Linked DNA regions of Mus musculus: region 1 is linked to region 2. Evidence: chromatin contacts called from public HiChIP or PLAC-seq data. All regions are on one chromosome and are shown on one strand. Each heading gives the region's core, a stretch centred on a gene start, on an enhancer-like site or on the middle of the called end of the contact. The rest is flanking DNA. Distances are from core to core; before and after follow the strand shown.

Region 1 (4,970 bases), core at 438-2,937, 200 kb before region 2:
TTCAGCCAAACCGTCGCCCCTGACCTTGTTTTATATTTCCAATGTGCATTTTATTAACTCCTTTCTCATATGGTGCACACGGAGCTTGCCACCAGATGAGAACGGGGCAAGTTTTGCAATTCTGATGGAGAGAGCAGTCATGAGCATGGAGAGAAGTTTGAAACAAGTTTGGGAGCAGGGGTCTGTTGGGTCAAGCAGAGCTCTGTGTAAAGAGGAGATAAGAAAGTGCTCACGAGGTGTACAAGTCACTTCATTAAAAACCAAACGCAAACCGCGCCTGCGCAGCCAAAGAAGTCCTTCAGACGGGAAGATGATTGAAGGGAGCTAGCTGAACGTGTAGTCTGGGTTCTCAGGGCAGAAATTTATAACTTTAATTCTCCGACTTGACAATTCGTTAAGGGTGAATTAGGCAGAAGCTGGGGGAAAAACTCTGAAAAATGACTTTAGGACACTGAAGCGGAATGAACTTAAACTCTGTCTTACATACATTTTCATTGATTTCGAAAGACGGCTCCTCACAGAACAGCCGGGGAAATACTTTCTCTCTGTTTGAGGAATGATGTACTGCCTCTGCTCCCCCAGATCCGAAGCTAACCTCCTTTTTCTTCCCCTGGGAGTGTAGGCCCGTGTTCAGGGGTGTCTACAGAATTGGCCACAAGAGGGAATTAAACTAAATAAAATCACTATCCGCGGGGGGCCTCTAAATATGCCTTTTTAATTTGAAAATTTTTGTGGGTTATAGTGTAATTCAAGCTTTTCAAGGTTTATTGGGCCATAGCTCACAGACCTCAGACCAAGTCTGATGGCTCTTCACTAATTCGGAAAGCAAAGGTGCCTTTCATCTGGCCGAACCTGGGAGGAAGTCTAGGCGAGTGGAGCTTAGCACTGGGACAGCATCCTTGGCCCTAGGATGGACTTGGCCTGGCGAGGAGGAACTAGCTGTCTTGCACAGTGGCTCACTACTTCGGAAGGCGCAAAATGCCTGGTGCTGAGGATGAAGACGTCGCTCACAGAGGCGTGTAAAGGCTGGTGACTTGCAGCCTGCTGCCTTCTCAGTCAAAACACGCCGCTCTGGGTAATTAATTGCTGTGAGAGGAAACGGACCAATGGCGCCTTCTGCTGTGAATCTGTTAATGGAGAACTTATGGAGAAAAAGTCGAGTCCTCCGGTCCAAATTGGAATGTGAAAGAAATCTGTTGGAAGGTGATGACAGAAATGAAGTAAAACAGCTGTTTCCTGATCCATGTGCCAGGTGTGTCTCACACTGTGATAAATAAGATCTGCGTCCTACTCGCCAGAAAGGGGGGGGATATTACAAGCGTTTATTATGGGGAGGCACGGAGAAAAAACACCCTTGGCTAGCCTTGTTTCTCCTGGCACAGAACAGGGAGCCCTTCGTCGCACAATGCTTGGAGCCGATAATTCCAGTTGTTTAGGTTCAAGCCAACGTGGCCTATTAAAAGCTTAAATTCGATTTTATTGTCTAGGTATTTATTAACTGATTATGAAAAGACATTAAAAGACCCATAATTAAACCAAGTTGCCTCTTACCTTGATGAATTCTCCCCCTCTTCTTACACAATAGAAAAATCTCCTTGGGTTTGATTTGAGGGCAACCGTTCCCTGCCTTGACATTACGGGCTGCAGCTCTCACCTCAGCTCCAGCCGGAGCCGAAATGAAAAGATCTGTGAAAGCCCGTGGTTATGGTTACAAGTGTCCCCCTTGCCCCCCATTAGAGTATGTGCGGTGCTCTGTTCCTCCTGCAAACTGTTGCTGGTTTTCGCCCAAGGCGGCAAGTATGACTCTTGACAGGAGTTTTGAAATGTCTTCCTGGCCTCTCCTTTACCATAGCCCTATGCTAAGGTCAGTATATGTAGCATTCAAACACACAACCCTGGCCTAGGCTGTCCAACTACTTCTAGCTACAGTTTGACCTTGGATAGCCCAGATTAATCCATCCTTTCACGGAACTTACTTTCCATTCTTAGTTCTTAAAGTTTCTAAATATTCTTATTGTATTTCATTTAACAACTGCTTTTCTTTAAGCCCAGCAAGATTGGATATAATGACCTTATCTCCTTACAAGCAGCCAAAAATTATTAAAAATCATGTCCATTATCATTCTTTTAAGTCTAAAAACAGCCAGACTTAAAAAGAAGTCTAAATCTAGCCAGTCATGATTGTGTCCACTGATTGTAATTCCATCATTGGGAGGCAGTATAGGGGAAGGGCCACAAATTTGAAGCCATTCTGGTTTGCAGAGTGAGTTGCAAACTGTATCTCAGAAAAAGCCCAACCCCTCTCAAAACAAAAACCAACCAACCAAAAACAAACAAACCCCCAAAAAACAAAAAACAAAAAACCCAAAAAACAAAAAACAAACAAACAACCCCCCCAAAAAAAAAACCAAACAACTCCCAAAATCTAAATTAATAATATATGTATACATCCTTTTGAAAATGGAACATGAGCATCACAATTTCACTGTTTTTCAATAGCAATAATTACTCCTTGAATGAACTTCATTGGTTGCAGTATTGCCAGTATTTAAAGTAAGATTTAACTAAAAATATAAATAAAGGGAACAGTAATAATGTTGAAAGCACAGATATCTCATTATTATGGAATTATGTTCTTATTAAAACCTCCAGTTTCAGTACCATATCCTGTCACTACTGTTCAGTCACTTAAAATTGGTTTGAAAGACGAAGAGTCCTAAGTCTTAAACAGGCCCTGAAGCGCTGTAAGGAAGTCAAGCACAGCGTTTAAGCAGCATTTCCTGCACTGCGGGCAGGATCTGAAAAATTATAAGATCTCAGTCACAGCTATACTTCTCTTGAGGATCACAACTGGAGTTTTGTAGTCACGTGCATGACCACGTATTTATAAAGTCACCGCTGAGATTTTGAAAGAAGATCTCAGCTTTTAAAACCTCTTCTAATAACACGAGCAGGGGGCAGTCGAAGTAATTCGATATTTGACATCATTTACTTTTTTTCCCTTTCCTCTTGCCATTCAAGTGCTGAGTCACTGTTCCTCTCTAAAATTGAAGATACAAAAATAAACACCCTTATTGGCATAGCAAGCTCAGTTTAATGTTATAAGAAAATGAAAGGCTACTGTCTATAGTTGAAGATTGCCCAGTTTATTTTGTAAAAATTGGTGCTTGAGAGATAAATCACTATTCTCAAAGTAAATATAGCTTATTGTTTTTCTTAATCAATACTATTTTAAAATATAGTAACATTTGTTTAGGCAATATTTGCTTAAGGACATTTTCTTTTCTCTTCTCTCTTTCTTTCTTTTTTCTTTCTTTTCTTTCTTTCTTTCTTTCTTTCTTTCTTTCTTTCTTTCTTTCTTTCTTTCTTTCTTTCTTTCTTTCTTTCTGACACAGTTTCTCCCTGACTGTTCTGGAACTTGCTCTATAGACAAGTTTGGCCCTGAACTCACAGAGCTCTGCTTGCCTCCACCTCCTGAGTGCTGGCATTAAAGGTATATACCATCACTGCCTGGCATCATTTTTTCTTTATAAAATCACTTCCAAGTGGAATTTTTTTTGGTTGCATTAATCTTTTAAAAACTATTTATTGTTAGTGTGTGTGTGTGTGTGTGTGTGTGTGTGTGTGTACTCCTGTGTGTGTGTGTTCCTGTGTGTGCACCCACATGTGAAAGGTCAGAGGACAGCTCATAGTGGCTGACTCTTTCTTTCCCCTATAGGTTCTGGTTCTGTTATTAAATTCAAGTCATCAGGCTAGCAATAAAAGTTCCTTTACTTCCTGAGAAGGTCACTGGTACCATTACATTCATCTTGAAAATATAAGGTTAGGTCATGGGTTGGTACTACAGTTGGAAGGTGGTCATTCATTTGTTCTTTCTTTCACCCACTCATCCCATAAAGATTAGATAGACTACTTAACAATAGGCACCTCTAGGTCCCAAAGACTTAGCAACACAAACTTACCCTGAACAGAGGACTACTTGCGGAAAGAGGGAGGAAGTGTGACTCAGTCAGTTATTTTATGTCTTTATACCGTGAGAGGGGACCTAGAAGAAAATAATCTACAAGTAACTCAGATTTGGATATGGATAAGATGGTATGCTCGAATGTTTGGCTTTTTACCCCGCTGATGTGTCTCTGAGTTTCCCTCGTGTGTCTCTGCCGACCATTCCTTCTCCAGTTCTCACAGCACATGAATCATGTCCAACATGCCCACAGCCCACACTCTCCTGTCACTGTTGCTGAAATCCAACCGTTGTCACAACACAGCTTTTCCATCTCTAGCTCTGCTTTGGTCTGAAGAAAACACAATTCCCACAGAGAGGTGGATCTACTCTCTATGACCTCCCTTGCAAGGTCTGTGTTGTGTTTCACGTCTAAAGAGGACTTTGGGAACAAGTAGACAGTGGAGGAACAGCTCAATGTCCCTTCAGAAGCTCCTTACCTCGGCCTTCAGGACCAGGAAGACTGTGGGCCCCTCCCTTTTGCCCCACACCAGCAGTCCTTGCCAGGAAGCCAACTCACCTCCCAGCACCCTAGTCAGTGACTGTTGGCAGCTACAGGGCGAGGTGTCACTGACTGATGCATAATTATGGTGGACAGAAAAATGTAGACGTGTTAGCAAAGTCAATATTAAGGAGGCCTCTGTCTTCCCAAATACTGTAAGTGAAAGATATTTCTAGGGCATAGCCAATTACATTCTCTGCTTTTATGACCAGTCACAAATGTATTTTTTATTAGCTGGTGTGTTCAATGTTTTGAATGCACAGCCCTTATTTCAATCTCGTTTTAGTTTGTGGTAAGTGTGGAAGGGTTTTTTTGCTGACTTGAAATAGTGAAGCTGCTCTCCTTGAGCTGAGCGGAGGCCTGGAGCCCTGAGTGTTTTATTCCACAGCCTTCTGTGATTCTTGCCTGTAAATTAGTCTCTGAAGTGGTGTTTATTGCTGAACCAAGAGGTTAAGACAGCCTAAT
Region 2 (4,910 bases), core at 73-2,572:
TATTCAAGACAGGGTTTCTCTGTATAGCCCTGGCTGTCCTGGAACTCACTTTGTGGACCAGGCTGGCCTCAAACTCAGAAATCCGCCTGCCTCTGCCTCCCAAGTGCTGGGATTAAAGGCATGTGCCACCACACCCGGCTTAAGAGTATATCTTAATATCTGTATAATTATGTATGACCTAGCATAATTTTATAATTTGAAAATATTCTTTAATTAATATTGTAAACTCTCAATATTTTGAAGATTCTCTCTCTCTCTCTCTCTCTCTCTCTCTCTCTCTCTGTGTGTGTGTGTGTGTGTGTGTATGTGTGTGTACTTAAATGAAGATGTAGTTTTTCACACTTTTCACATAAAACTCTCAACTTAGTTGCTGCTTAAGGACAGTTACAGCTACTGCCTTCACAATATGATAGGTAGGACCCCAACAGTGAGTGTTATTTACACAATGTATACATGCATTGAAACAACATGTTTCCTGTAAATGTGTACAATTTTTATATATTGAAAAATTATAGAAAGATGAATGGATGAAAGATGAGTATTAATTAGCTCAGAAAATAATTAGTTGAATAACGGACTGTTTCTGCTTGTGCTCTTAGTAAGTAACTAACATTTTCTAGGTAAATGAATATTCAACATAAAGCATTTTCACATAGTTAGTGGAAGAAAGGAATGGATATTCCTAAAACCTTAACAACTAGAATTTGAAAGTGGCTGGAGGCGCAGACAGCAAAATACCTTTGAAGCCTAAATATCAACCCTTTATAGATCAAGAACTTGAGTATTCTCATGTCTGTTCCTCATAAGTGCACCTTACAAACATTGTCATCATCCTATGAAGTGTGGGATGGCTGCTGGTCTTAGCAAACGATAACCACTGGGTAGAAAGCCACTCTTTCAGTCATGGAATCTGCTGATGGAGAGGTGCTGAAGATATCTGCTCCATTGAGTTTGTGACGGATGTGAGCTAAGGGCTGTGCTTCATGATGTCACGTATTACTAGTTACTCAGAGACCTTTTTTTAATGGTGGTTTCTACTACTGCCCAGTTTTGTTTTGTTTTGTTTTGTTTTTTTAGAAAAAGGTATTCTACCTTTTTTCTTGTTTTGCATATGATTGGTAGCATACCTTTTAACTGCTGTAAGTAATAAAAATATATATGTGCAAGTTGGCTATAAGAAATGCTAAAGTTTCACCTAATAAAATTTTGGTATGCCTCAGTTTTCAAAGTAAATTTGATTTATTTGAGCCACCAGCCATCCGATGACAGCCCTGTGTTTTTTTATATGAGTCACATCCCAGGGGGTCTGGAATATGCCAATGGTGTACCTTGGACTGGATCCAGTGTCCGCAAACAGGTTTTCATTAGACTTTGATGCCAGTTGCATTTGGGAGCAGGGAGGCTGCTGAAAACCGGCTTTACTTTGGGACCACTTCTTTCTTTTAGAAAAGGCAACAAAGATCTTTTTAAGCAGAGCTTTGCGCCTCCGCATCGTAGGTGTACAGCAGTGTTTTAGAGAGCAGTAATCTGTTATTGCAGGTGGTCGGACTTCAAGCACTTCCGTATTTTGAGAATAGATCAGACGAAGTGCAACAACTTTTATTGAAGAATTGCCGAATTTGAAAATCAGAAACACATTTTCTGTGGCTGAGATTAAGTTAGCATGTATTACAGTCACTTGGGCTTTTCTGTAAGTGTAAAGGGAGTATAATTACATAGGTTATTCCACATGTCACAAGATTGGAACCTTAGTCACACTTAGAGACCTTTATCACTCTCACATACACCCTTAAATGGTAATCTTATTAGAAACGGAGGGAATTTTCTATTTTTAAAAGATTGTAGAGTAGCAAAGTCATTGAGAAATAATGAGTAAATTATATTTTTAGATGGTAAAGTGGATTTTATTCCTTACTTTTTACTTGTATCCCTTTAGGCTCTGATAAGGCTAAATGTGAGGGCATGACCCAAATAAAATCATTCTTTAAAAGCTGTCTTTAAGCTTGTATATCTGAAGGAAAGAGTGAGTTTTATAATTCACCTGTCATTTAGGAGTGAACAGTATATCTATTTATTCCTTAAATTCAGAGAAAAAAAGTCAGTGCATATTGTTTACCTGGTAACAAGAACATCTCAGCATTTTGCCCACAGAAAATAAGGGTATTTAAAAAGATGGTCCAGTTTTTATCTAAGGCCAAGAGAATTCCAGGAGAACAAAGATGGCTGACACATAACTAAACACATGATATGAGTTGACATCAAATAATTTAATGGCAGTTATCTGAGTTGGAAAATTCATCTTATCATTTAAAAGAAAGAGTTTTTCTTCTTCTTCCTCTATATGATATTGACCTGGATGTTGCATAGGGTTTTTTTTTGTCATTATAATATAATTACACCCACTTCTCCCTCCAAACCATCCCTTGCTCTTTCAAATTCATGACTTTTTTCAGTAATTGTTGTTACACACCTATATGTATATACATATATATTCCTAAATATAACTTGCTCAGTCTGTATAATGTCACTTGTATGTATGTTTTCAGGGCTGACCATTTGGGATTGGATAACAAATCAGTGTGTTCTTCCCTGGGGTAGACAACTTCTCTTACTCTCAGAATTGTTGTATGGTGTGTGTGTGTGTGTGTGTGTGTGTGTGTGTGTGTCTATGTACAATTAAACCCATATGGCTTTTTTTTTCACCTGCTTTAACATGTCTATTGTCCTGGTTGCCTCATATTAAGGCAGTCATATTGGTGAGACTTTATGGGTGTTGCCTCTGACATTACTAGGAGACACAGCCTCACAGAAAATGCCATTTCTCTGGACCTTACAATATCTGCAGAAGTGTTTTGTAGATTAATTGGGACTGGGCTTCACAACTTTATATTTTGATTGGTTATAGTTTTCTGTAATGGTCTCTATTGTCAAAGAAGCCTCCTTGATGAGGGATGAGAACTGCTTATCCATGGGTATAGGAACAGATATTTGGAAGTAGTTAGGGATTATGCTGATTTGATTAAATGATGGGTTGTAGATTCTTCTCAAAGATCTGTGACTTCACTACCTCTGGGGCATAGGCTAGGTGTAGCTTCTTTCTTGTTGAGCTGGTCCAATTAGAGAGCTGTTGGTTACTGCCAAGATACGTATGCCACTACTGCATCCTTAAGGTTATTGTGCTGTGCTGGAAATTGTTATGGTTTATAGGCATTGGAGCTGGGTAGGACTGTTGGTTGCTTCCCTCCTTTGGAGGTTTACATGGTGTTTCCTGATACCATGAAAGCTGAAAGCTAGTTTTCAGTGGAGAAGCATTCAGGTCAATGCAAGCTCAGTGCCCTTGGACCCTGTGTTTGAAGTCTGTGGTTTCTTAAGCAGTAGGGACTTAACTTTGCACCTCTGAGAGGCAACCAAGGTCAGTGACAGAAGCCTGTACCATTGGAGGCAGTTTCTAGGACAAACCTAACAACCCCAAAAAAAGGTTTTCATGTTTGGTGTTGGGTTTTGGTTTGGTTTAATTTTTTGTTTGTTTGTTTGTTTTGTTTTGTTTTGTTTTTGATGGTCTTTGGATCCTGAAGGGAGCATTGTCAGCCTATATGAGAAAATTTTATTGAAACTCTATACAGACTTATATTATTACTGGGGTTTTTGTAGGTAAGTAGCTAATTCCCTATGACTTTTTCAGACATCCTTATATTGTTTTACCCTCTTCCTTCCTTTTTCTGTATCTCCTTGTCTCCCTAATTAGAGCCTCCTTTTTGCTGTTTCTCTGGTCCAATCACTTGTGCCTTGCTTTGCCCCTCTCTATTGCTTCTCCAACCCCTTACCCTAGCAATGATTGCTTTTTACTTTACTGGTTTCTGCAGTTACTCCATATACTCACATCTGAAGATTTAGAGCCAGGAGGATCGAGTGAGAGAGAACACGTGATGTTTGTCTTTGGTGGTCGAGATTATCTCAGTCAATATGAACTTTTCTAGTTCTACCCATTTACTTGTAAAGTTGGTGATTTCCAGTCCTTTCTTTAGAGCTGAGTAGCAGTCCGTGGTGCTTATGTACCACATTTTCCTTGCCCATTCTCCAGTTGAAGGACAGCTAGCTGTTATCACATCCTAGCTACTGTGAATAAAGAGCAGTGGGCACAGCAGAGCAAGTATCTGTGGAGAAGGATGGCAAGTGCTTTGGACAAGTGCCACGGCACTGGGCTGTATGGTAGATTTATTTTTATCTTTTTAGGAATTCCTCACACCTGTTTCCATAGTGGCTGCAGCAATTTGCAATCCCACCAACAGTGGATGAGGGGTCCCTTTCCCCATGGTCCTCCAGCATTTGACGTCAGTTATTTTGTTGACCTTTGCCATTCTGGTTGTTTAAGATGAAATCTCAAAGTTGTTTCGATTGGCATTTCCATAAGCGCCAGGAATGATGAACATTTTTTGAGACATTTCTTAGCAATTTTTCCCCTTTTTTGGAGAACTTTCAGATCATGTCCCAGGCCCATGTTTTGATGGGCTACTTGGCTTACTGTTTTGGTTGTTTGATTGATTCTTTGGTTTTCTTTATATATTCTGGATATTAATCTTCTGGCAAAGATTTCCCCTATTCTGTATGCTTTCTTTTAGTTGGTACATAGTTTTAAAAGGAAAAATAAACTTGGAGATTCCCTGCTCAAGACCAAAGTCAGACATGCAATCAATACTTCAGTTGATCAAGCAAGCAAATAAATATTTTTCAATACTTTCATTTTCTACAAATATGATAAAACTAAAATAGCACAGACTAAACTATTATATAACCAATTTGTTAATGAAATGGTGAAATCTCTAAATGTTCATTATTTTTTTTCCTGTTTTCAATGAGCTATAAACCTTCTGCCCATATTTGTAGCCTGATGTCTAAATTTCTCAATATGG

The links. HiChIP or PLAC-seq counts read pairs in DNA pulled down with a chosen protein or histone mark.
Region 1: an H3K4me3 HiChIP or PLAC-seq map of embryonic limb bud shows a contact between it and region 2, with 4 times the contacts expected there. The contact joins two enhancer-like sites. A contact is called at or near these places in 3 of 484 Hi-C or Micro-C datasets (adipose-derived mesenchymal stem cells and embryonic fibroblasts) and 1 of 115 datasets of contacts at active chromatin or transcription factors (embryonic limb bud).

Annotation. Positions count from the first base shown.
Region 1 is chr9:88,065,263-88,070,232 of GRCm38.p6, reverse strand. No RefSeq gene overlaps it. Among named protein-coding and RNA genes, the nearest start is that of Gm23176, 46 kb to the right of the region's middle. Within about 2 kb of position 1,687, at least 15 of the 459 cell types and tissues checked have an H3K27ac peak or open chromatin away from gene starts, as enhancers often do. A contact at or near this core is called in embryonic limb bud, where this site is marked.
Region 2 is chr9:87,861,848-87,866,757 of GRCm38.p6, reverse strand. No RefSeq gene overlaps it. Among named protein-coding and RNA genes, the nearest start is that of Gm25528, 24 kb to the left of the region's middle. Within about 2 kb of position 1,322, at least 4 of the 459 cell types and tissues checked have an H3K27ac peak or open chromatin away from gene starts, as enhancers often do. A contact at or near this core is called in embryonic limb bud, where this site is marked.